Linked DNA regions of Sus scrofa: all the other regions are linked to region 4. A link is a contact called in public Hi-C and HiChIP or PLAC-seq data. All regions are on one chromosome and are shown on one strand. The core of a region is the stretch at or near the end of the contact, and the rest is flanking DNA. Distances in the headings are between cores, read along the strand shown. Region 1 overlaps CD44 (CD44 antigen). Region 2 overlaps CD44 (CD44 antigen). Region 3 holds the start of CD44 (CD44 antigen). Region 4 has its middle 56 kb from the start of MIR1343.

Region 1 (6,770 bases), core at 437-2,936, 160 kb after region 4:
AAGCTGTACCCAGACTAGGTGATGTAGCCATACCTGGAACGAGCCCCACCCCCACGCCCAAATCTAGTTATGAAACAAAATAACTAGGCCTCTTTTTTTTTTTTTTTTTTTTTTTTTTTTTTTTTTGACTTGCAACAGGAAAAAACCCCATGTGGGCCCCTGAGATGCGTTTTCATTTCGTTTACCACATCCTGGGGTTTGTGTTCATCAGCCTGCTAAATAGATACGATCTCTCAGGGCCAGAGCCAAACATGTCCCGGTTGCCATGGCAGCACGCAGGGGCACACGTGATGGTCCCCTTCCGCCAGCTGCCTTCCCTTCCGGGAGACTCTCTCACCAAAGACCACCTGGCCTTGCAGAATTGGGCACTGAGCTGACAGTCTTAGGACCCACACTGTCCTTGGCCAGAAAGTCTGTTGGATCAGGAGTGGGGGCCTTAAAGGGCCTCCCCCCCCACCCCCCCCACCCCCTGAGTTCCCATCACCCCACCAGGAGGTAGGGGTGGGAGTCTTTCTTTCTTCAGACTCTGTGAAAACAACCAAAGAGCTGCCCTGGGCCAGTCCTTGGGTGGCCCCCACTGAAGGGCCAGAGTAGCGGCTGAGAACACCACCTGGTGTTCCACTCTCCTCTGACAGAGTGGATGTGACGGGCCCTTGTTGGTTTCATGTTGGCTGCCATGATGGGCTCCTTGAACAAGAGGCTGAGAGGTCAGGGGGTCCATCCAGGCGCCAAGAAGTTGGGGTGCATTTCCTTTCTGAGTGCCAAGAGTTGAATAGCTCAGTTGAAAACAACCCGGGATACGTTCTGGAGGAAATTCTCTGGGTATGATGGTGTGCAACTATTTTCTCTGCTCATTAAACCCTCACCCACCCCCAGGGCAATTCCGGGAGAGACTGAGTCACTCAAGACTCATGGTCTGCCCGGGCAGCCAAAGGCGATTCGGCCACTGAGTGTGATGTTGGCCTCATTCAGGAGTGGATGCTGAACAATAGACCCTTTCACCGGGCACCCATCACATGGGCGTCAGAGGATGGGGGCAGCAGGAAGGCTGCCAGCCTTCTGGACTGGCAGGCTGGGTGGCAGCAGGGGCTATAATAGCCAGGAAGACTCCCAGATGGAAACTTCTGGGCTGGGAAGATATCAAACAATTACAGTGAGGAACAGAATGGCTTCTTCATGTCCCATTAAGACAGTGGATTGTGACTTTATTGGAACGGCTTGCTCAGGCCTCTTATAAAAGCAGTTCAGTAGTCAGAGCGCTGGACTGGGGGGTCAGGAATCTAGCAATTAAGGACTCCAGAGGTCCTGCTGTTCTCAAAATCTGGCTTGAGACCGTCTTCAGTCATTGTGGGTTTTGTTTTCTGTTGTGTCTCAAGAGAATTTGGGTAGAAGTTGTCTGTCATCCCTCTTGGCTTTAAACACAAATGATCCAATTAGCAATAGTGCTTTTAAAAAAATACTGGCCGTTTCTCGGCCTCCTTCTGATCAGAATCAGTTTGGTTGGATTTGCGAGTTGCATAACATTTTTCAGACATGAGCTCAGCAAATCAGAAGACAGAAACAAAATCCTGGCTCTGTCATGATAAACACCATAAAGATGAAAAATGTGGAGCATCCACCGGTGCTCTTGGCTGCCTCTGCCCAAGAGGCTCGCACGTGACCGACTCCAGGAGCTTGATGGAGTAAGATGCTGTTGGCCTGGAGTACCATGCTCCAGCTAGCACAGCCTGGTCTGTGGAGAGTTTCAGGTTGGGCAACAAACATCTCCAAATATTGTGAGGACATCTCGTGGTCTGGCATCCCAGCCTTGGGCCAGCCCTGAGTCCGGGGTCCTCTCTTCATGCTGCCGGACCTCAGCCAGAGCCCTTGGGCTGTAAAGGGCAGAGGAGCCCTGAGGCTGCAGCTGGGGCTGGAGTCTCTGATCCCCATGGGGATCCTGGGAAAAGGATCCTCTCCTGAGAGACCCGGCCTTAGAAGGGAACCCATGACAAGATGGGAAAAGCGCAGAGAGAATGAGAGCGAGTGAGCCAGCCCACCACTGGGGAAAGCAGCGTGCCTGGGGGCCTCAGAATCTCCCCATGGAGAAAGGGGATGGTCCATTAGGGCAGGTTTTCCCACTGCTGTCTTACCAGGCTCTTGGGCAAAGGGCTCTGCCCTTTTAAGCCTTAGGGTCCAGAATCAAGAGACTTCTGATCTAGAAATAGTATTTAATAAGCTCACATTCCTCTCTCCAGGGCTCTCTTTTAATGGTCAAGTTTCTGCACTTTAAGAACTACATGGAGAATAAGAGTGTTTCCTGTCACGTAGCATCTGTCCCACGGCCAAGATGTCACTTAACTACAGCGTGATCTGGGGCAGTGCCCAGTCTGAAACCCTGGTCCACCGGCCCCTTGCTCGGGTTATTCGTGTCTTCTCAAAGAGTTAGTCCCCTCCTGCATAAAATGGGCGTAATAAAAGTGCCTACCCCGTAGGATGGTTGTGAGAATGAAATGAATTCTTAAGTGTAAAGTGTTGGAAACCTCGTAGGGGCCAAATGAGGCACTGGGTGAGTGCCTGCAGTTGTTAACACGGCGGTGGGAACCACACAAGCCATGGAGTTGCAGGAACTGGCTTTGTTCCCATCTTCGAGAAGACCAGCTTCCCAGACACATAGACTACTCGAGACCAAATCAGTAGGAAGAAACAAAAAATCTAATTCTGCCTCATGTCTCCTGAGGAGATGATAAAAGGGACCAGGAAGGCATATCTAGGTGGCGCCTGTTGGAAAATACATTAATTCGTTTTGGACCATCTGGGGAAGTCTGGTTGGGAGAATGAAGAGCGTCTGGGTGCAGTATGATCATAGACCGTCTTCGGTGGTCCTTCTCTGGGACACACTGCGTTTGCCAAACTCTCCTGAGAGACCCGGCCTCAGAAGGGAACCCATGACAGGATGGGAAAAGGCCCAGCTCATCTCTGAGATGACAGCTGCCAAGTCCAGGCAGACAGAGCCAGTCACAAAATTGCAAGTTGGTCTCTGAAACATTTGCTTTCAGGGCAAATGCACAGGTTCTCAGAAGCAGACGCTGCAGGTTAGAGACATTTGAAGGGTCCACTAGGGAATTCTCAACCAGGCCCAGCTATATTTCTTTTAGACGTGATGTGGAGAGCGAACCTGAGCGCTGTGTTCTCTTTGCATCCCACAGTCTCCTTGTCCTGTGTGTGTGTGTGGGGGGGGGGCCGATATTAACTCATTCATTCATTCATTCATTCATTCATTTGTTCCACATGTGCCTGCTCTGTGTGGTGCTGTGCTGGGTCCTGAGGACACAGGCTGAGGGAGACATGCAGTCCCTACTATCAAGAAGCCCACAAGGAAATTCCAAAATGCCAGAATCCTGGAATTTCTAATTACTGAGAGACCTTAAAGATAATAATATCTTGTAATTATTTACATGTGTCTGGCATCTTTGAGAAGCTGGTAGAAACTGAGGGATGCTGTATCCATCAAAACCCCTACACACACACACACACACACACATGCACGCACGCACGCACATACGCACACACACACATGCACACACATGTAGAATACCCACGCAGTCTTGCATGTCATTTCACAGGTTTATAGACCCTCAATGATCAACTCATGAACTCCGGGTTGAAAACCTCTTGTCATTCAGCTCTGCTAGTCAGCCGTTGGACACCCCTACCCCATCCCTATGCATCTCTCAGAAAATTTGGAGGCATGTGGATAATGGCAAGTTGAGTAAAAATTACACTGTGTTCTCCTCTCAGCAGAGGCTGGGATTTTCTGCCACTTACGAAGTAACTGGGGCAAACCAAGAAGCTATTCATCTCAGGCCCTAGGCAAGGTTTTGAAATGTGTTGGGGTGACTTTACTAGAGAGATCTATTTTCCTTGGTGTGAGAAAACATCAAGGAAAACATAGGTAAGATTAATGGTGTATGGGTCAGCACTGGTTTTTCCAGGTAAGAATGAATTTATCCAGAACCCTGCACAATTGGCAGCATAGCACAGAAGTTGGAACCTTGACTCTCCGACTTGGGTGACTTTGGGAAAACTATCTGGCCTCTCTGTGCCTCAGTTTCCTTGTCTCTACAATGGGTTTAGCAATAGTGCCTACTCCCATGGCATTTTTTTGGTGAGAATTAATTTAGCTGCAATGGATCAGTCACCTCATAAATATGCAATACCCACTGGCTCTCTTTAAGTGCCAAACACCGTATCAAGTGTCTGACATACCTTATCTCATTTCACAGTCCCACAAACCCGGATGGCATTGCCATCCCATCATCAAGAAGGCTGAGTGTCAGCCAGGTTAGGAATGAACTAGCTGTGTCATCTGGAGTGAGAGCAGTGTCGGGATTTGAACCCAGCTTTGGGTGGATCTCATCTAAGCGGAACTGTCAGCCTTCATGTGAGTTGGTGCCAGAGAGTAGGTTGAACTGTTCTCTTGGAGAGCTCCTTTTTTGGGGTCTCCCTGACAGGTCACGGGAGGATCTGTTCCTGTGTGAGCACTGAGATCGCTTGGTGCTGGGCCCAGGACCCCTCTATCCTCCTAGCAACCCCCTAGCAACAACAACTCGCCCTCCAGTGAGGCTCCACCTTGAACCTGAAAGTGGCTTCTGACAGTTCATGTTGAGTGTTGGGTCTCTCGGAGGGAGGAGCGTGGGATCATTCCTTTGTTACATGACACAGGAGATTTATCAGAGACAAGCGGGCTCAACGGAAAACGTTCTTGATTCATGTCCAGTTGGAGAGGCTTGTTTGAGAGATGCGATGGGCCATTTAACAGTAGGCTCTTGAGTCCCAGCCGATCCCAGATCCCAGAGGTCTCTGTTCTTCAGGAGAGATGCACAGATATCTTGGGAGTCCTGCCTCTCTGCAGGGTTGCACTGTGGCCAATGCCATGGCCGAGAACATGAATGCCATCCAGTGGTCTGTGGTCTGTGGCTACTCATGCCTAGCCCTACTCTAACTTCACCTAAACCTTGGAAATATTCTCTGCTGCACGTGGGGAGGTCGAGAGGGCATAAAATATTACCTAAATCAGGGTCAGGAGTAGCAGGCTGGAGGTTGATTAAGCCTGTGGACTCCTGGTACCAGACTGGCTGGGTTTGAATCCTGGCTCGATCTTTACTAGCTCTGTGAACTCCTGAGCATGTTTTTTCTCTCTGTGTGCCTTAGTTTCTGTATCTGGAAAGTGGGGATAATAATATCACCTACCTCATAGGGCTGTTTTATACATACAATGAGTTAATACTTGTCAGATGCTTAGAAGAGTGCTTGGCATATACACATAAGTACACAGTATGCCTTCGCTGCTATTATTGCTGTTAGTATTACTAATACCCTTTGGGGTAATAATTTCCGTTTGCGTAAGTGTTAAGGAAGCTTGTTGGAAAGTCTTCATAAATTATTAGGACTTAACTAATACACAGCCCTGAAGGCTTGGTCCCTTTTAAGGCCCGAGGGATGCAGAGGGGAGGAACCATGAACACTCAGAGAGAGTTGACCTGAAATGAAGCTTTTGGCACCATTTGTGGAATTCCTAGATGGCGAAATGCCACCAGGGTTAGGAGTTGGACCCTTTTTTGTGAGATTAAAGATAAATGGAAGCTGTGAAGTTGGCACACGGCATAGAATTTCTTCATTCATTTCGCAGCCCCTTGCAGATCCCCAGTGCAGGCCCTGTCGAAGCCTCACAGTCCAGGAAGGTTGCAGCTTGACTACATCTGTCCCTTCCTGTCTCGGCTGACGGCAGCACACACAGCACACACTCACAACTTGCATGCACAGCTAGACACACACACACACACACACCTGTGATGTTGACTGCTTTCCCTAGAACTCAGGGGAGTTCCAAAGTCTCAGGTTGAATTGTTTTTTTTTTTTTTTTTTACATTTGCATATTCTGGGTGCCAGGTGGCAAATGCAAATTCATTTTAATAAGACAGAAACTTCCATTCAGCGCCAAACCGCCATCCATGCCTCAGACTCTATTTTCAGCCCAGGAGCGACAGCAGCCACCTGATATCTACTGAAGTCTCCCTTCTCAGCCTCACCTCTAAGAACTGATTGGGAAGTGGCTTTGTTTTTCTTTTGTAAGCTGCACACAGAGGGCTCCCCCTCCTCCCCGGAAAGACGGTCACCCAGCGTGACAGTTTCCTTTGGTGACGATTGGCCAACAGAGGCCAAAGCTGAAAATGTCAGTAAAAACAAACAGTATCTACAGAGGGCCTTGTGCGTTTCCCTCTTCTGCACTCCCCTTGCCTCTTAGCCAAGTACTGTGTGAGCAGCTTCAGAGAACACCATTAGATCCCAAAAGAAATGAATGGCATGGGAAGACAGTGTCTCCATTTCACCTAGTTCAGAGGCTTTTAAAAAGCACCTCTATGCTAATGATACAAAGAAAAGAAAACCATGTGTTACTGGCTTATGTCTTTTCAAACCTCCGTGTCTTGTTTATTCTTTGACTATTTTCAGAGTCGAGAAGGTGGTACAGAAGTTTAACTGTCCCCTTATCTCGATTTGCATTTGCCAGACAGTTTTCTTAGTGGTTGGAACTTGCTTCCTGCTCAGAAAGGAGAAAGCGGTTGTTGGCTGCACATTTCCGCAGCACTGACTCTAGCTTCGTCAGTACGTGGCAGTTGTTTAGGTGGATCTCCTCCCTCCAGAGCCCAGACCTGCTCTAATGCGATGAAGGGGTCCTTGGGTACGCAGCAAAGTGATCGCAGCGTGGGTTTTGGCATCAAACAGACCTGAGA
Region 2 (6,329 bases), core at 2,990-5,489, 180 kb after region 4:
AGGGTGTAATCTGAATGTTTCTCGGTCTGTTTGTATTTGCAGACCACTTAGGTATGTTTACTGGAAGAATAGGCTTCTGGGAAATTATATTGCTTTTTTTTTTTTTTTTTTCCCCATCCTTTCAACGAATATTTGAGTGCCTCTCTATCCCCATCACACATATATGTTCTGGTCAGTAAAGATGAGGTTACTACTTAATCTTGTGGAGTTGACATATTTCTATGGAGGTGGGTGGGTAGCAGAGGGCAGGGGATGGGAGATGTGCCGTCAAGTAAAATGAACAAGATACTTTTCGCTAGTGATGAGCCTGAAGAAGAAATGAGAAGAAATATGTGATGCTGGTGTGGGTGTAGGGGAGTAGTGAGGGGCTGCTTTAGATTAGGTGGTGAGCCTTACCATGGCGGTGACTTTCTCTTTGAAGAGTCTCTCTTTTGAGAAATCTTGTAATTAACCCTTGCAAGAATAGCTGTTTCTAAAACCTGCTTTGTTTCCAGTTGGATATATAAAGCCGTCAGTTAGTTTCACTGTGAGGCCAAAGAATAGGCAGGTAAAGGGTATCCCCTTTATCTGTGGAAAAAGATGCTCCTAGGAACAGAGAAGCCATCAAACCCTGCTGTGTTCAACTTGCGTTTTTGGTCCAATGTCACGAGTACCCAGCAATTGATGGCAGGACCCTTAAAATACTTGTGGTAACAGACTTCCTTGTGATATAAATCTGCCTGCCTGCCTCCGTCTATCTGTCCACCCATTCATCCATTTTTCTATTTATCCATCCATCCATCCATCCATCCATCTCGTTGTTCCTTCCTCTTTGTCAAGAAACAACTCTGGAAGAAACCAACCTAACGAATAAGTTTCCATTTTACACAAACACACCCACACAGAATAGAAATTTAATACACAAGGAAGGTTTTCCAATGGGCCTGGAATCACTGCGGAGAGATTGGCGATAGTTCCCTGTGCTATACAGTGGGGTCTCATTCCTTATCCATTCTAAATGTAATCGTTTGCAAAGTTCCTAGGTTGAAGAGCGGTTCAGAAAAAGGTGATTTGGGATGAGTTATAATAAACCGCCGTCCTACCTAGTAGACATGAACATCAATTAGGCTCATATTTTTCAGCGTTCTCATGCCTTTTTTTCTTTTCTGCATCTTAGCTCCACCTGAAGAAGATTGTACATCAGTCACAGACCTGCCTAATACCTTCGAAGGACCAATTACCATAAGTACGTATCGCTTCTAACCTGGATGGAGTTTCTTCATCCTTGAGGAGAGAATCAGGCGCATTTTGTATGTTTTGTATTTGGCTAAAGTAGCACTCATCTCCCTAAGGCTAGAGACATGGACTGTGATTTACTGTCCCTTCCCCTTTTCCTTCTGTGACTTGGACCTGCTCTCTGGTTTAGCCCAATGCATTGTTCCCCGATGTCAGGCATTTGAAAACTCCTTTCACATGTTTTAGCATCTCTGTGGACACAGCACCATCATTTACTTGATATTTTTTATTTAGTTGAGCTATTCCTTTCTACTTAAAATACATTTTTAAAAAGCTTTCAAGTGGAAAACCAACATCCCTGGTCATAAGTAGAAGGTAACCTTAAAAATAAAGTTAAATGTAGGAAAATTTAAATACTGTTCTTAAATTCTAGCTGATGGGGGCTTTGAGTCTGAGCTGTGCTCTTGCTCTCAGAGATGGGGATTAATAAGTGTTAGGGGTAGGGGTATTCCAGCCCCCTAAATTTTCTGTTTGATTTAACTGGAGTGTGGAAAAAGGATAACAAAGGGTACAAACTTCCTGGAAATGTGTTCCAACATTATTTACACCACCTAAAATCATCTTGATTATCCTCAGACGTAGGCATTCAGCACTGCAAGACAGGATACTTCAGCCAGAACTTTCAGATAGGTCCACCTATTAACCCTGATCTGATTGCCTCTGAGCCTTATTTTCTGAGAAGTATCACAGCGACGAGGAGGCTGGACTTCTGCCTCCTAAGAGCCAGACTCCTCGGTATGCATGGGGGCAGTGGTGGTGGCCGGGGAACCAGAATCTTCCTGGACCACACAAGTCCAGCCCCCCATGGTTAGTAAGAGATTCCTCTTGGACTGTAGTTTGCAAAAGGAAGGGGAGGCCTGCAGGGTGAGGTGTGCTGAGTCCATCAGGCCTGGCTGGAAATCCTAGTTCTTTACCATCTGGGTCAGCTGAGCCTCAGTTTTCTCTTCCGGGTAATGGAACAATGTATGAGATTTGCCATGAAAATGAAGAAAGAAAATGTATCTGATGCCCTGCCCATAAATGCCCCATTTTCTTGGTCCTTACAGATCTCTCTCCTCTCTCTCTCTCTCAGTCCAGACATGTTCAGGTTTGGTCATAACTTCTTATCAGAGCTTCATCTGTGGAGATTATTAGGGCAAGTGAGAGTTGGCATGTTTTTTAATTTCTGGTTTATTAATACCTCTACTTGGACAAGCTGGATAGGGCAACAGAGGAATCTTTAGTCCTACCAAGGCAATACAGCAGAAAATCATGTCAGCTAAAGGTACCCTTGGACAGGGAGTGACCCGTACCTGAAAGCAGATAACCCATTGAGAGGGGAAGAGTGAACAAATTCCTTCTTGCGCTTTCTTCTCCTGTCATTCTAGTCATTTGCTTGTTTAAACCAAAGATTTCGATCTTTTTAGACCCCCATACTTCTTCATTTCAGGTTGAATTTCACAGGAGATGACAGAGGCTCTGTCAATATTTAAGTACACCAATTTCTTAGCCAGGATGGGAGTTCATTTAAACTGACAAATGGGCCCCTTAGAAAGAAAATCTCGTTCTTCATGACTCTGCAAATATACAGGCTTACCTTGGAGATATTGCAGGTTCGGTTCCAGACCACCTCAATAAAGCACATATTGCCGTACACTTTTTGGCTTCCCAGCACATATAAAAGGTACATTTACACAACATTGTAGTTCAAATGTGCAATAGCATTATGTTTAAAAAAAAAAAACAATGTACATGTCTTAATTAAAGATATCTTATTGCTAAAAAATGCTATCTTTAACCTTAATTAAAGATATCTTATTGCTAAAAAATGCTAACCATTATCTGACAACACAGGGTTGCCACAGACCTTCCGTTTGTAAAAAGCACAATATCTGTGAGCTCAATAAAGTGAGGCACAAATAAATGCATTATGCTTGTATATGTCCTGTTGAGACCAACAGTCTCTCTGTCGCCTGTTTCAAATTCTTGCTTGAAATAGATGAAATTAATAGCAATACATATTACATGTATTGAGAAGGGAGGTAGGGACCAGGCGGGAGAAAGACCATTTATTGAGCACCAACTCTATTTTGAATAACTACACCAAGCCTTTTCCATGCAGTGTATCATATCGTGCTCATAATTGGAGGTAGTGTTACCCATATTTTACATAAGATGAAACTGAAGCTCAGAGAGTTACCCACCTTGTCAAGAGCCACACAAAGTGGGATTCCAGGAATTCCCTTCATGGCTCAGTGGTTAACAAACCCAACTAGGATCCATGAGGATGTGGGTTTGATGGTGTAGGCAGGCAGCTGCAGCTCCGATTTGACCCCTAGCCTGGAAACTTCCAGATGCCCGAGGGTGCGGCCCTAAAAGAGCTCTAGACACCCTCTTTCCCTGTCCCCATTTCCAGGGTGGGTGGGTGAATGGGGGAAGGTTCATGTTCATAGTGCACTGTTCACTCTGTGCCCCCAACAGGAGGTAGGTAGTTAGATGTTATTTTGCTTAACAGAAACAAACAAAAACAGCTTTGAAGTCACTGCCTTATAGGATAAGCCACAGTCTTTCCTATAGTCAGAGAGTGTCAGCGGCCAAGTTCTGAAAGTGCCTTCTCTGTCTGCCAGCTATTGTTAACCGCGATGGCACCCGCTACACCAAGAAAGGTGAATACAGGACCAACCCCGAGGACATCAACCCCAACATGGCTCCGGAGGATGATATGAGCAGTGGATCATCCAGTGAAAGAAGCACTTCCGGGGGTTACAGCATCTTCCACACCCACCTTCCGACTACTACGCACCCAGACCAAGAAGGTCCTTGGGTCTCTAGCAACCCGGAGGATACCCCAGCTACCAGTAAGGAGAATGAATCCCTGATCTTTCCAATAGCGATTCGTTTGCAAAAACAGCTCTGATTTTCCTCGTGCGTTGATTATCCCTGTCTCTAGAAAGTGGTGACGTCATGCGGCGGGGCTCCTGTGGTTGTCAGTGCGCTGTATGCGTGGACAGCTACTGCCAACAATTTTTTTTTTCTTTCAGTATACTGGAAGTGGCATATTGGAAGTTTTTTAGAAGAACTTCCCTTGTTCTCTTGTCCCAGAAATATGGGGACAAGTCAAGCCTGATGCAGAAACTGTTTTCATTTTTGCAGGTTTCCTTCTTGTTCTTATTCATTTATGGATAAGATTGTTTTCACAAATTTGGGATCATAGTGTATGCTTACCATTTCCATTTGCTACTTTTCTGCAGCTTAATTTTTTTATTTTTATGTTTTAGCCTGATGTATAGTCATATTAATTGTGTAATAATTTGTCATATTCACTACCCATGATCTACTAAACAATTCCTTTGTTTTTGGTCTAAGGAAGCATATCTGAAGGAGTTATCTGGTCAAATCAAATCTCCTTCAGAAACTATATTAGTGCCGTTGGAACAATCAATTTGGTACATTGGTGAAAAAAAATCTGCTTGAGTTTTATATTCCAGCTGGTGGGGAGAGGCTCTTAAAACTTGCTTGGTTTCGTCTGTGAACTCATTACTTTGGGACTGCTAGAGTGGAGATACGTAAACATTGCATAAGATTTCTTGGGGTTCTGGCCCCTGGTGCTTTACTTTCATGGGAAAGTGTTTACATCTTCCTCTGGTCTCCTTCTCTGCTTCTCTCTTTTCTTTTTCCCTATGGTTTGTTTTCAGACGGGTTTCCAGATTGGCCGTGTTCTTCTGTGCAGGATTATTCAGACTCGAATAGGCCATCTGCTTCTTTAGGAGCTTTCTTAGTATGATGTGGATTTTCTCTTTCCCTGGCTATGGCTCTTGAGGGGTAGAACTCTGGGCTCCAAAGAGTGTGGTGGAAATCTTCTGGTTTGCAAATGCTCAAGACGGGGCCCTTTTCTATTCCTCACCACCCAAAAGCCAGGGAATTGGGAATTTACCAGAGTGCTATGATGTAATGCAATGTTACTTTCTCAGCCTTTTAAATTTCTGTTAGCATCTGGCTGAGGGGGCGGTACAAATAGGGTTGGGTTCTGGTCATTCTCCGTAGATGCTTTGAAACATTCCAAAAAACACGTTTTTCAAATTTCCCATGATTTCCTGGAGTATTGGCTCTCTGGAGATTGTTCCACTGTATTATCTATAATCCCATGGACCACCCTTCTTGAGAGAGAAGCTTCTGCAAACCAACCGTGTGGGGCTGCCTGTTACTCGCTGCTTCTTGACTTCTCTGCCTTTTGCAAATTAGCCACATCGAAGGTACTTATCATCAGGGCACGTGATTTTGTCCAGTGTTGGCAAACATGACAATTAGAGGTTTCAGCAGGAGGCAGATCAGATCTGTCCTAAAGGACCATTTCCCCCCAAAGGAGAACATCGTGGCAAAATATGAAGAGGAAATGAACATTTAAGCTGCTAACAGACTACATAAACTAGTGTGCATTTCATATGTGCTTTAGAAAAGGCAATGAGGACATTTTATAAATATTCATAGCACATCTTTTAAAGACTGCACCTTTCCTACCAAAGTTAGTCAGCAAATATATTTTGAAGACCTACTATGTACCAAGCTATTCTAATGCTTGGGATCCAGTAGTAAACACCATTAGAAAATAATATTGAGGAGATGTAAGGATTATTAAGCTAGTCATTCATTCAACGGATATTTGAGGTCTTCTCTGTGCCAGATGTTGCTCTGGTTCCTGGGGACGCAGAGTTGGACCTACTTTCCTGGAGCCTATAGACTGTTCAAAAATCAAGGAAAAGATTAAGCTTATCATATGTTTCCTTAATAAAACATAGTTCAGGATTTCAGTTGAGAAAAGAATCATGCTTTCCTCTTTCAGAGCACGTAGGTAGCTAAGTTTCTTTTAGTAGTTTAGGAAGAGAGAGAAGTCTGTCCAGCAGAGTCAGTCCAGTGCCAACCTGAGAGTCATAGTGGAGTTCTAGGATCCAATATGTCAGCTCCAAATAAATCAACTCCAAGAAGGTATCAAAAAAAAACCAAAAACAATCAGGTAGAAACTTAAACATAGCATATGGCGTACTTGAACAAGTTAGCGCTAAAAAGTTCCTGAATAA
Region 3 (6,358 bases), core at 1,122-3,621, 130 kb after region 4:
GGCCAGGGATCGAACCCACAACCTCATGGTTCCCAGTCGGATTCGTTTCTGCTGTGCCAGGAAGGGAACACCCCCCCCCCCCATAGATTCTTACGTTGAAATCTTAACCCCAGTGTGATGGTATTAGGAGGTGGGGCCTTTAAGAGGTAATTAGGTCATATGGGTGGAGCCCTCATGAATGGGATTAGTGCCTTTATAAGAAGAGACACACAAAAGAGCTTGTCCTCCTCAAGCTCCCTCTCTCTCTGCCCCCACCCCCCGCCCCCCTGCGAGGCTAGGAGAAAACTGACAAGATGACCGCCTGCAAACCAGAGTGTTCTCACCAGAACTGTACCATCCTGGCACCCTGATCTTGGACTTCTCAGCCTCCAGAACTGTGAGAAATAAATTTCTGTTCTTTAAGCCACCTAATCTATAGTATTTTGTTACGGCAGCCTGAACTAAAACAGTGCTTGCTGATGGCTGCGTAATTTTGTGCCTGTACTAAACGCTACCTAATGACTAGCATGTCAAATTTCATGTTATGTCTATTTTAGTACAACAATAATAATAAGCTTATATTAGCTCCCTATTTCTTAGGAATCAAGCTCGATCTTCCCAGTAAAACTTAGAAATGGCTCACCCCACTAATTCTCATGTCTTGCTGGCCCCCCTCAACCTCTTCCTCTGATCAAATGTTCAAGTCATTCCAAACTGCTCTCCACAATCAAAAGGTAATTACTTTCCCTCAGAAATTCTGGCACAGCTCCTTCAGGGTCTTTTTTGTCAGAATCACTGGTAACCACTGTCATTTTCTGTATGTCTCACCAGGCAAGAATTCCATTAAGATTTACTTTCAGTAGTCCACATGAGCAACAAATACTGCTTCTGCATTTCACATATTAAATCACAGTATATTACGGATAGATATGACAGTGTGATATAAGGTAGGGTTTATGCCTCCCCTGAAGAATATGACAATTTCCTCCTCCTTTCGAGATTTGTTGGGTAGCCTAGATGGAGGAAAGTGGATTAACCCTTGCATAGATAGGAATATACATGGCAGCAAGAAAGAAGGGATAGACGCATGGGTGGGTGAGAGGGTGGATAAAATGGTGAATGGATATGTGGAGGATGGATGGGTGGATGGGCGAATAATGGATGGATACATGTATGATGAGATATACGGGTGGATGGAAGGAGACGAGGACAGTGTATAGATGGATGTGGATTTACAAAGAAATATGAGGAGTTCCCGTAGTGGTGCAGTGGTTAAAGAATCCGACTAGGAACCATAAGGTTGCAGGTTCGGTCCCTGCCCTTGCTCAGTGGGTTAACGATCCGGCGTTGCCGTGAGCTGTGGTGTAGGTCGCAGACGCGGCTCAGATCCTGCGTTGCTGTGGCTGTGGTGTAGGCCGGTGGCTACAGCTCTGATTGGACCCCTAGCCTGGGAACCTCCATATGCCGCGGGAGTGGCTCAAGAAATAGCAAAAAGACAAAAAAAAAAAAAAAAAAAAACAAAAAAAAAAAACAAAGAAATATGAAAAGATTAAGGACAGCTGGATGAGAAGCTGGATGAGAGGGTGGTTGGAAGGATATGTGGTTAGATAAATGCATGGAAAGAAGGATGGATGGCTGTGAGTGTCTACTGGATGGACAGATGCACGAGCCCTGGAGGGAGGTAAGGTAAGATGGGTAGAGAGATGAATCAGTGGATGGAAGGATACTTGGGAGGATGAATGAGTGTGTGAGTGAGTGCGTGGATGAATGGGTGGATGGTTCCAGGTGCCAGCCTGAGGCTGGATGATAACAGGTGGGTCAGTGGCTGGTTATCATTAGCCTTCTCTGAGTGGTCCTGATAAGAATCAAAAATCCACCTGAGGCTGTGAACTTCCTTCTCCTTCGAGGGAAGAAGAATGTGCACTTCCTCTCTTCCCTGGGAAGAATCACAAGCTCCCCATCATGGGCAGGGAAGCACCACTCTCCAGGGCAGGACCTGGCTCTGTCCCAGCTCTTCTCCCAGAATATCCAGCTGCCTCTGAAAACCCAGGGAGAAGAGCTCCCCAGCCAGATGCAAAGAGAAACAGTAAAGAGGAGAAGCCAGAGGCTGATCCCAAAGGGCTGAAGTTTTACGACTCAGTCATTCCCTGCTGCGTCCAAAGGCTGGGCTCCCAGTCGCCTCTGGAGCGGAAAGCCGGTGCCTCCCGGTACGATGGAACCCCGCGGCCCCCCGGGGCACCCGCTTTGGCACCCGGTGTTACCATCTCCGTGGAGAAGGGGGCGGGGGCAGCGAGGCCAGCGCCAAGGAGAGCCGGTACGTCTTTAAACTTCTGCCGGCTGCTTAGTCACAGCCCCCTCGCTTGGGTGTGTCCTCCGCTCGCTCCCTCCCTCTTAGGTCACTCACTCAACCCTCGAATAAAAACTGCACCCAACTTCCCAGGCGCCCTCACTGCCAGCCGGACCCCAGCCTCGGACAGGTTCTGGCGCCCTGCTCGTCCAGTGCTCTGCCGGCCCCCGCCCAGCGCCCCGGCCCTTCCATGTCACCCGCTCACTCTCTCCGTCGTTCCGACGCCATGGACACCTTTTGGTGGCGCGCAGCTTGGGGACTCTGCCTCGTGCAGCTGAGCCTGGCGCAGATCGGTGAGTGCCTGCCGAGGCGGTGGGAGGGAGTGACAGGAGTGGCCGGGACCCGCCGGCAGTCGCGCGGGTTGAGTTGGCCCTGGGGCACCTGAGTCAAGTGGGCGGCGAGCGGCTGGGATTTGGGGAAGGAGAGCCGGGCACGGATTTGCGCTAAGCTGGTGGAGAGCCTGTTGGTGGAAAGCACCGTTTTGTTGAAAAGAGAAAGAACGAAGAAAAGTTTGCTGGGCAGGCTGCCGGCGGTGGCGCGCAGTTTTGGGTGAGGTTGTTGGAGCCCTAGAAGCACAAGGCAGAAAGTAACTGTATTCCTGGGCGCGCACAGCCCGCGCGTCTGGACTAACAGGCTCTGGTGCCCAAGGGCGCTGGAAGCCCGGCTGGGCTGTGGCCGGGCAGAGCTGGGCAGGGCAGGGACAGGGGCTAGGGCAGAGGCAGGGCTGTTGGCGAGGTGGCCATAGAGGTGGGCACAGTGGCTATGTGTGAGGGCTGGTGGCCATGAGCTTTCTAGAAAGGGGTCCTGGGTTCCAAGGCTCTTACAGTTGGCTCCAGTCACTAAGGATCTTAACACTGTGGGAACCTGAACCAGCACTGTGGCAAGGTTCTGGGTCTCCACGAGGTGCCAGCCTGGGTCAGGGAGTGTGAATAGGAGAGGCACTGACTGGGCCAGCTGCTAGGTCCTGGCAACCTCCTGCTTCTGCCGATCAGTTAGGGGAAATCCAGCCAGCAGCGATGTGGCTCGTATTCCCTGCCTGGCAGCCTCTAGGCAGGATGGGGGAACCTGGGCACCAGGGTGGCATCAGGAATCCTGGATCTGGGGCTGCCAATATCCCATCCCAATAGGCTCCATGCCCTTCAGTGGCTGTTGGGGGGAGAGGCTGTGTGTGATGTATTGGTGAGGCTGAACTCCAAGCATTCCTTTCTTTTGTCTATAGAGGTACAGATAATTACATGGCTGATTTGGTTATCGCTAGAAAAATTAATTATTTTTCTTTTAAGAAGTGCCAGCTGGGTCATTAGAACAGCTCAACCTATGGTTAATTCCACTCAGCAAGTGTTTATTAAACACAACCCTGGGAGTACCAAGAAAGTAAAAGACACAATCCTAGTTGGGTGCATTAGAAGGACATGTGGGGATCTAAGATGTAGATTCCTCAAACAGAACAAAAGTAATCACCGATCATAATAATTAATATTAATAGGGATGACTGCACTAGCTACTATTTCTTATGCACTTTTGCTGTGCCAGGCACTGTGCTGAATTCTTGACTTGGGTTATCTCATTTCACCCTTGTGATGGCCCAGTGTGGTGTTGTTAGCCTTTTTTTTTTTTTTTTTTTTTTTTTTACAGGAGGGAAACACAGTGAAGCTCAGAGAGGTTAAGTGACTTGCTGATGTTCACACAGCCAGAAGGATGGGTGGTCGTGTGAACCAGACCCCTGAGCCTATTGCTTAATCAGAATATGTTAGGCTGGGTGTGTGGCATAGACAGACTCTCAGAAAAGATTTTATGGAAGGTGGGGTCGTGGTGGACCAGAGCCCTTAGAGGAGGCTTTCAAAGGCAAGGAACTAGACCTCCAAGGAGCCGTGGAAAGGCAGAAATGCTGGGGCGGGGAGAGAAGAGGGGAAGATTCCAGGGGGAGCCCTGAGCCTGGTCTCAGTGAAGAGGAACCAGGTTGGTGTCTCTGTGACCTCTAAGGAAGTTTATTTGTACATTATGTTCCTGTGTCATCTTCTGCTTTGTTTCTGAGAATTCTGACTCCTGACTCCCTCCATCCTGTAGCCCTGATTCTTCTTAAGGGCCCCATCCCCCAATATTCAGCACTGTCTTGACCCTTGAAGTTCCTCCCCAGACCAGCAGGCTCTCCTGCCCGGAGTTTTTGTGGTCCCTTTGGGCAGCATCATTTGGAGGAAGCGCCCAAAAGTGCCTGTAGCAATAACTGCTGGGGCCCAGGCTTTCATGTGCTTGTAAAGTTGTTTGAAAGGAACTGAGACTTGGAAAGGAGACGTGACTTAACAGCAGGCTTGGGCTGGGCAGGCAGAGAAGGGAAGGAGAAAGAGGAGGCGGGGAGGTTCTGCTGTTGCCCCGCTGCTAGTGGAGGCAGTGGGCTCTGGAGGACAGTGAGGAAACTGTGGGAAGGGGCGAGGCTTCGGGAAGGAAGAAAGCTCCCATCTCCCTACTGGAGAGCAAGAAGTGGCGATGTGGCCGAATGCACTCAAGCAGCATTGGACCCAGACTCTTTAAGCTGGAGAATAGATCTCTTGAACTGGGTGTCACAGTGGGAGGAATAAAGTAGCCCTGGGTGGCGGGCATTGGGGGGAGCCCTCGTCCCTCTCCTTCTCCTCTCCTCTGTGGGTGAGAGGTCATTGCTAAGGAATTTCACTCCTGGTGTTTAGAAAGAGGGGTGCATCTGACAGTAGTGGGGTTTGGGGGTGGCAGGCAGCCTGCTGATCCCTCTGAGCTTTAGAGACCCCCTCTTCCAGGAGTTGGACTTTGGCTGTGTTGTCCCAGGCAAAGAAGCAAGGAAGCAAAACTCCATCAGTGCTGAGGTTAGTTAGCATCAATTACTTCAGATGTTCCCCAAATAGACACACAACGGACATCTTACTTCCTGCCAAGGCAAGGTGCCAAGTAGGTGTGTTTGAGGCTAGCAGCTCATAGGAAAAGTTTCCATTCTTTTTCCAAATTGCCCCACGCAGCAGAGGATGCTGGGCGGCATGAAATTCTTAGTTTATGACAGATCCCCTTCCATTCATTCAAGAAATATTTCTTGACTCATTGCCATAGACTCAGAGATGGGGATTCCAAGGATCATTTAGAAAAACCCTTTCTTTTTCCCGAGGAAGAAACAGATCCCCAAAGAGAAAAGTGACTTCCCCTCTCTCGGACAGAGAGTGAGCGCAGGACACTTTCCCAACCTCAGTTCTCTGAAATACCTCGATCCTCCAGGACTGCTGTGAGCCCCACCTCTGCCCTCGTCAGTGGGCAGGAGAGCATGGGTCCACTGATGTTTGTTTCATGCCTTGAATGCTATCTTAAAACACTCAATACAACTTTGCATTTTCCTCCACAATATTCCCAGTTTGACTTTAATATAAGAATAAGGAGCTATCTTATTCTCGATGATAGCTTATCATCAAGCAAAATTGCTTCCTGGGGAGGAGCCTCTGCACTGTCCAGGGTCTCCTGGAGTGTTGTTGCTGGAGAGTGTTGCCAACTTTAAATTTAAATGCCTGACACTCTGCTCCTGTGCAAAGTAGGGCCCTAAGTCCCCAGCAAATATCATTTACTCAGCACTGACTCTGGGCTAGGCATTCATCCAGAAGCTTCGAATAGGTTATCCTGTATAAGCCTCACAGCAGCCCTATGCACGTTTAGCACTTTCATTTTTTTTTTTTTATTATTTTATTGGCGTATAGTTGATTTGCAATGTTGTGGTCATTTCAGGTATACAGCAAAGTGATTCAATTAGACCTTTGCACAGATCCATTCTTTTTCAGATTCTTTTCCCATATAGGTTATTTACAGAGCACTGAGTAGAGATCCTTGTGCTGTTTAGCACTTTCTAAATTCCATTTTCTAGAGAAAGAAACTGATCTTGGGATAGAACATGATGGAGGATAAGAGGAGAAAAAGAGTGTATGTATATGTATGACTGGGTCCCTTTGTCATATGGCAGAAATTGACACAACATTGTAAATCAACTATACTTTAATAAAAACTTAAAAAAAAAAAAGAAATTGAGGT
Region 4 (6,877 bases), core at 319-2,818:
CATATTGAGTTATACTGCAAATTGTAACCAAGTGCTATTTACAAAATAACTTTGATGAGTTACATTGATTTTCAGTCAGTTTTAACTAAAATTTTTTTTCTCTTAATTTTTATATCTGAGGAATAGGGCATGAGACAGCCGTAGGTCACCATCAATCCCTGGGAGTTCTGTTTTTCCAGTGGTCGACACACTTAAACTCTAGTGCATCTGTTTCCCTGTAGGTGACATGGGCGATGATCCCCACTCCCGCCTGCCTTAGAGAGCTGCGGCGAACCGCGCAGGAGAAATGCTGTATAAATTCAAGACATTTCCATTCTTCGTGGATGTCACAGCCAGGTTTTCACGTAATCAGTTGTTTCTCATGGTTTGACTTTTGGTGCAAATGCCCATTCATTCTGACTAAAAGTATTTTCTCCAATGTGTTACGCTGCTTAGGTTTATGTAAGAAATTGCCATTTCTAAAAATAATTCTGTTGCAGCATGAGGTCAGAGAATAACACGGATTTGAGAAGAGGGTGTGGTGCCCTTGACTGGGATCGTAGCAGAGAATGAACTGTGTGCTGTATGAGCAGACTGTCTCCCACATTATAAATTTATATTTATTTATTTATACTTATATTGTATAAATATACAATATATATTTATACAATATATTTATTTTGTATTTATATTTATTTGTACTTTTACCCTCATTTAAATAAGGGAAATGACCTAAATGTTGGGAAGACTTTTACAGAAAAAGCAACACATTTAGTTAATACCTGAAAATATCAAGGAGTGTTAGAATTTCAAAGTCAAAACAGCTCCGCTTCTCCCTAACCGCAACTTCTAGTTAACATTTCCAGCTACAGTTTGTTCATTGACCATTTTTGTGGAAGATTAAGATCTTCAGTACACAGCTGGCCAGACTCCCTTGTTTAAAACATTACTAAGAATTTTCTGTATTCTGGTAGAATGATCTTTTATGCACTGTCAAATGAACCTTCTTAGAATTTTCTTTTCTTTTTGCATTTTGGACTTAATATCATACTAAATTGTACAGGCCAGCTGTTGCAAAAGTAAAACTAGTTTCCTAACCTTTTATTGAAAGATAGGTGGTGCTCTAAGTTAATATGTTGTAGTTAGAGTGTGGGAGAAAAATTACAATGGCAGTTAACTTTTAGTTTTCAAGGAAAATTTGTCCTCATTACCCATTGCATCATGACGGACTTTATCTCAGGCGAAGTGGAGCAATGAAAGAACCAAGTGTGCTGCAGGTAAGAATTAACCATTATTTATAATGTGCTGTTATTAACGGGAAACTCTTGTTGACTTTTGAAAAGGGAAGTAACAGGGCACACTTAACTTTAGGATTAGTCTGGCCATTGTATGCAAAGGAAGTCAAAACAGGGTCAAGGGCAACCGTCAGCAGAACCAGCTAGAAGCATTTGCTATAATGAAAGCTTCAGTGAATTAGATTCGTACCAGGTCAGGTGGCTTTAAAGAAGGGAGAAATGTAAGAATATTTGACATGTTTGTTTGCTGTGGTATATTAGAAATCCACAGGTGGGTGTGTGCCTTCAGGGAATGCGGCAACAGTGATGCTGTTCCCCAGTGCAAAACACAAGTCCTCCACGGCCCCCATCACCAGTGTATAAAAGGTTAAGATTCTGATGTGTTATGTTCAGCAAGTGGTGTATTTCAGGATTAGACTGTTCATAAATGGGAAACGCAGCAGTCCTCTAATAAAATCATTGTAAATAGTTATAGATTGTTTTCGAAATTGACATTCTAGGGTCTCTTATTGATTTCAAGAGCTGGGGACAGGCAGGATGTAGTTTGTCTAGACTCGCGTAATATTGAAGACACCATTTAATTGAAATTATAAGGTATATAAAGATGTATTTTGAAAAACCATTAGCCTCTGTTAGTGGCAGTCTTTTATTTCTTTGATCATATAAAGTTTACTTTCACTTTTTATCATTTATCTGTATTTGCAAACAAATCCAAGCAGTCTTTTTTTTGTGGGGGGAGGGGCTCACCTGCGGCATACGGAGGTTCCCAGGCTAGGGGTCTAATTGGAGCTACAGCTGCTGGCCTACACCATAGCCGCAGCCACGCCAGATCCAAGCCCCGTCTGCAACCTTCACCACAACTCATGGCAGCACTGGATCCTTAACCCACTGAGCGAGATCAGGGATCAAACCCACAACCTCATGGATCCCAGTTGCATTTGTTTCTGCTGCAGGAACTCCCCAAGCAGTCTTTTTCTTCCCAGTTAAGTAGCTACTTTTTAAACCTCTAATTTTAACCTCTGCTATGTATGATATATACTGTTAAGAGAAACTTGGACTTTTATTAAAAGCTGAGAAATTATTAGCAAAATCATAAATTAGTGATGATTTCCCTTTATTCACACCTTAAATAACTTATTTTCCTGAAATGTCTTTGTTTATGAAATTATTACTCCTGTCACTAAAAAAATAGGTCTTTAAAAATAAGATAAAATTATTAGTCATAGCACTTCATAAAGCGTAAAGTATTATATAAATAGGTCAATTTTTTTTTTCCTGCTGTACAGCATGGGGATCAAGTTACTCTTACATGTATACAGTTTTCCCCCACCCTTTGTTTTGTTGCAATATGAGTATCTAGACATAGTTTTCAATGCTACTCAGCAGGATCTCCTTATAAGTTGTATCTGATAACCCCAAGCTCCTGATCCCTCCCACTCCCTCCCTCTCCCATCTGGCAGCCACAAATCTATTCTCCAAGTCCGTGATTTTCTTTTCTGTGGAGATGTTCATTTGTGCTGGATATTAGACTCCAGTTATAAGAAATATCATATGGTATTTGTCTTTGTCTTTCTGACTCATTTCACTCAGTTCCATCCATGTTGCTGCAAATGGCATTATGGCATTCTTTTTTATGGCTGAGTAGTATTCCATTGTGTATATATACCACATCTTCCGAATCCAATCATCTGTTGATGGACATTTGGGTTGTTTCCATGTCCTGGCTATTGTGAATAGTGCTGCAATGAACATGCGGGTGCATGTGTCTCTTTTAAGTAGAGTTTTTTTGTCTGGATATATGCCCAAGAGAGGGATTGTGGGGTCATATGGAAGTTCTATGTATAGATTTCTAAGGTATCTCCAAACTGTTATCCATAGTGGCTGTACCAGTTTACATTCCCACCAGCAGTGCAGGAGGGTTCCCTTTTCTCCACAGCCCCTCCAGCACTTGTTATTTGTGGACTTATTAATGATGGCCATTCTGACTGGTGTGAGGTGGTATCTCATGGTAGTTTTGATTTGCATTTCTCTTATAATCAGCGATGTTGAGCATTTTTTCATGTGTTTGCTGGCCATCTGTGTATCTTCCTTGGAGAACAGTCTATTCAGGTCTTTTGCCCATTTTTCCATTGATTGATTGGCTTTTTTGCTGTTGAGTTGTATAAGTTGCTTGTATATTCTAGAGATTAAGCCCTTGTCGGTTGCATCATTTGAAACTATTTTCTCCCATTCTGTAAATTGTCTTTTTGTTTTCTTTTGGGTTTCCTTTGCTGTGCAAAAGCTTTTCAGTTTGATTAGGTCCCATTGGTTTATTTTTGCTTTTATTTCTATTGCTTTGGGAGACTGACCTGAGAAAATATTCATGAGGTTGATGTCAGAGAGTGTTTTGCCTCTGTTCTCTTCTAGGAGTTTGATGGTGTTAAATAGGTCAAATTTTTAATCACGAAAGTAGCACTTGTTCTACACTTCCTATCAGCAGTGTGATAAGGAGTGGCATTTATCAGGCAGCTGTAGGATGGTACTTAATAAATTACTGTCCTTCTCAATGGAGTACTGGTCGTACTTTATTTCCAATGAGTACTCCATTTCTAAATAGAGTAGTCTATGTACTTTATTTCCCAAGTTTGCGCACATAAATCAAGAGTACTTTAAGCCTGGTTTCAGCTTCTTCTATAAATTACTGTGCTCTCGGTAAAAACCTTGTTTCTGCGCCTCAATATTCTCTTACCTTTAAAATGAGGAAACAGGAAGGAAAATTAACAGTTGCTTATCTTGTTTAATCTTCTCAATTCTGTAACGTAGGTATATCCTACTTTACAACCATCATCACAAGACAGGAAAAGGAAACAAGCTTGGGGATTATGTTACTGAACCAAAGGCACACAGCTCAGAAAGGTCACAACTGGGATTTGAACCTAGGTCTTTGCAGCATCAAAATTCAAGCTCACCACATTGCAGTATACCGCTTCCTAGGCTGTCTTATTGCTGATGAGGTAGTTCTCTATTCAGAGATGGCATTTTCCACTTGTAGTAATTGAAGGTCCTGTTCTTCTGTAGTAAAATGTGTCTCAATATGACCACCCTTAAATCAATGCATATTTTCTCTGTACTAGTTCTCTCTGTGATTGTACACAGAAAGTGCTAGAGATTTTTGTTTTCATTACAGACAACTACTGTTAACCTGAAATGCTGAAGTTAAATGTCATAACTTCTACCCCTGAATAGAAGGCTTAGAAAAATAAAAGCTTCCACGAAATTAGGGACTTAGTACCTCTAAGGATTAAAAAAAAAAAAAAAATGATGTAGAACATTTTACTTTACATAGATGTCCTTAATCCACGTTCGTTACGAGCTAAAGTTCATTACATCAGTTTTTCTTTTGAAGGCTCTGGGCTTCTATTTTGATGACTGTATCAGTCAGGGTCCATACTTCTCTTTTGACCACCTTACCAGTCAGTGTCCAATGTGTGCAGCCTATGCGTGACAGATTCATTGCATTGCCCAGGCCAGGTCTGTCTGCAGTCGCTGGGAAATGCAAGGCCACCCTGCTGGGCACAGGTCAGCCCCAGCTACTGGGCTGGTGCACTGAGGAGGTCATGGTGGGACAGCAAGTTGGGGACCTGGAGCACATGGTGTCTGTGTTGGGAGGGCCCTGTGGGAAGGTGGTCACCAGGCTGAGCTGGGACTGCCATTCTGGGCACGTGCAGGGGCAGAGCATCACTGGATGCTGTTCCACACCTGATGAGTAGCCAGCAGCAGCTAGAACTGACAGTGTCTCTCAGGTGCCTTCTGCTGAGAAACTTACCATGCTTGCTATAAAGGAGAAATGCTTGGAAGTGTCATCAGTTTGTGCAGTAGTTCAGAGCAGCTGTCAAGGTACCACTGAATCTTAGAAATGATAAATTGGTGGCTGGCACCACAGCCCAGCCAGACAGGCTGGGAAGTAAAATGTGATCTTATAATTTGGAATAACGCCAAACAATAAGGCATCTCAGTAAGGTATAGCAATCTATGTTAGACCTACTTTGTGGGTAGAACTTATTTCCAATAAATTCACCTATTTGTTAGGCGAGACATTAAGATGTGACACAAAAGAGATATTGAGATATTACTCATTCAGCAATGGTGAGCGTCTGCTGTGTGCCGGCACTGAGGATTCATAGCTAATGGTCCCTACCTTCAGTCAGCTTAAACTCTGGCCAAGTAAAATGCAGTTCAGTAAGTTCTGTAATCAGAGTCCGTGCCTAGGGCCTGGGTTGAGTGGATAGCTTCATAGAGGAAGTAACATTTGAAGCAGGTTTTTACATTGCTGGTTATAACCATCTCCTTTTGGTTTCTGGTCTCTCTAATTTTAGTAGCCAGATATTTAGCACCTGTTATTACAAGCTCAGCAGTTCATTTTCAGTACCTGGACATATCATTATAACTTTTAACTCCAACAAAGCTTAGAAACTTAATGGGAAGGACGGCTACCCAGTGGTGAGTTGCATGGCAGAGAGAGGTTTACACCCTGCCACTTGCCAAGAAAATGTTCTTTGCCAGCTCATCATGCCTAGAGAAAGAGGCTGATGTAGGAAGAAAGGCTCATGCTTTGTGTAATGGAAAGGTGTTTTAACACCTCCACTTTCCTCCCTCTTCTCCAGCCCCTACTTTTTTGAAGGTGTCTTATGTGTGCAAATGCATTTTGTTAATGGAGTAAGTCATTTGCCAGGACAGCTGCTTCTTTAGGTAACTTTACACCCACTGTTTTGCTTCTTGGGGGACCATCTGTCCCATTTTTTTCAGAGAATCTCATCATCTCTGAGTTCTCCAGCTGACTGAGCATAACTATAGAGCAGGTAAAAATCAAGTTTTATTTTTACCACTCAGTATTTTTCATGCTAAATATCAACTTCTTTTATTCTTTAAATTTATTAATTCAGAGCAGATGTTTGCTATGTGGAGGCCCACTTTATTTACCTATGAGCACCACGTAGCTCTTCGTGTGTTATACTCCCTCGCAGTTAACTAGGTTTCATTGCTTACTAAATATGTTATGCTGTTTGTGGGCATTTCATTTTGACACCAAATCATTTAAGTATTGATAAATTGTTAAGAGTGTGTTTGATCTCAACCTGTTAATTAAATACTAATCAGAATGTCATGATGAGTTTCCAGGTATTCTCTCTCTCTCTCTTTTTGCTGCACCCATGGCGTATGGAAGTTCCTGGGCCAGGGATCGAACCTGCATCCCAGCAGCAACCTGATCTGTTTCAGTGACAATGCCAGATCCTTAACCCACTGCTCCACAGGAGAACTCCAGGTATTCTCGTTATACCTATGCTTTGGTGCAACTTCAGAAGAATGGAAATGGATGCTAAGATTTATGGATATGTCTGTTCCTGAGAGCAAACTAACTTTCCTTTTAAAAATTCAGAGGATGCTTTAAAGGCATTATTCCTTTCAGCTGAGAGTGAACTGGGTGAAATTGGAAACTCAGTATTCAGGGGGGTACAGGCTTTTCTGTGTTTTCTTGAGTCCTCAATGAGTCATGACAGCTTTGGAAAATATTGGGAGGAATAGCCTCCTGAAAAACTTTAAAAATGGAAAATCCAGTAAAGTAA

What was found. A called contact is a pair of places that touch in the nucleus more often than the background predicts. HiChIP or PLAC-seq counts read pairs in DNA pulled down with a chosen protein or histone mark.
Region 1: a contact with region 4 is called in a Hi-C map of subcutaneous adipose tissue, with 1.8 times the contacts expected there. The contact joins two enhancer-like sites. A contact is called at or near these places in 3 of 47 Hi-C or Micro-C datasets (embryonic fibroblasts, skeletal muscle and subcutaneous adipose tissue) and 1 of 2 datasets of contacts at active chromatin or transcription factors (alveolar macrophages).
Region 2: an H3K27ac HiChIP or PLAC-seq map of alveolar macrophages shows a contact between it and region 4. The contact joins two enhancer-like sites. A contact is called at or near these places in 2 of 47 Hi-C or Micro-C datasets (alveolar macrophages and liver) and 1 of 2 datasets of contacts at active chromatin or transcription factors (alveolar macrophages).
Region 3: a contact with region 4 is called in an H3K27ac HiChIP or PLAC-seq map of alveolar macrophages. The contact joins the promoter of CD44 here to the enhancer-like site in region 4. A contact is called at or near these places in 4 of 47 Hi-C or Micro-C datasets (alveolar macrophages, embryonic fibroblasts, retroperitoneal adipose tissue and 1 more) and 2 of 2 datasets of contacts at active chromatin or transcription factors (alveolar macrophages and skeletal muscle).

The regions. Positions count from the first base shown.
Region 1 is chr2:25,850,632-25,857,401 of Sscrofa11.1, reverse strand. All of the region lies in intron 1 of CD44 (CD44 antigen), which reads left to right. Among named protein-coding and RNA genes, the nearest start is that of CD44, 30 kb to the left of the region's middle. Within about 2 kb of position 1,686, at least 30 of the 83 cell types and tissues checked have an H3K27ac peak or open chromatin away from gene starts, as enhancers often do. A contact at or near this core is called in subcutaneous adipose tissue, where this site is marked.
Region 2 is chr2:25,833,726-25,840,054 of Sscrofa11.1, reverse strand. CD44 (CD44 antigen) reads left to right here. Exons shown (of 14, transcript XM_013994425.2): 4 at 1,157-1,225; 5 at 3,882-4,112. Among named protein-coding and RNA genes, the nearest start is that of CD44, 47 kb to the left of the region's middle. Within about 2 kb of position 4,239, at least 2 of the 83 cell types and tissues checked have an H3K27ac peak or open chromatin away from gene starts, as enhancers often do. A contact at or near this core is called in alveolar macrophages, where this site is marked.
Region 3 is chr2:25,880,222-25,886,579 of Sscrofa11.1, reverse strand. It overlaps CD44 (CD44 antigen), which reads left to right and starts at 2,371. Exons shown (of 14, transcript XM_013994425.2): 1 at 2,371-2,619. The coding sequence starts at 2,517.
Region 4 is chr2:26,007,317-26,014,193 of Sscrofa11.1, reverse strand. No RefSeq gene overlaps it. Among named protein-coding and RNA genes, the nearest start is that of MIR1343, 56 kb to the left of the region's middle. Within about 2 kb of position 1,568, at least 16 of the 83 cell types and tissues checked have an H3K27ac peak or open chromatin away from gene starts, as enhancers often do. A contact at or near this core is called in alveolar macrophages, retroperitoneal adipose tissue and subcutaneous adipose tissue, where this site is marked.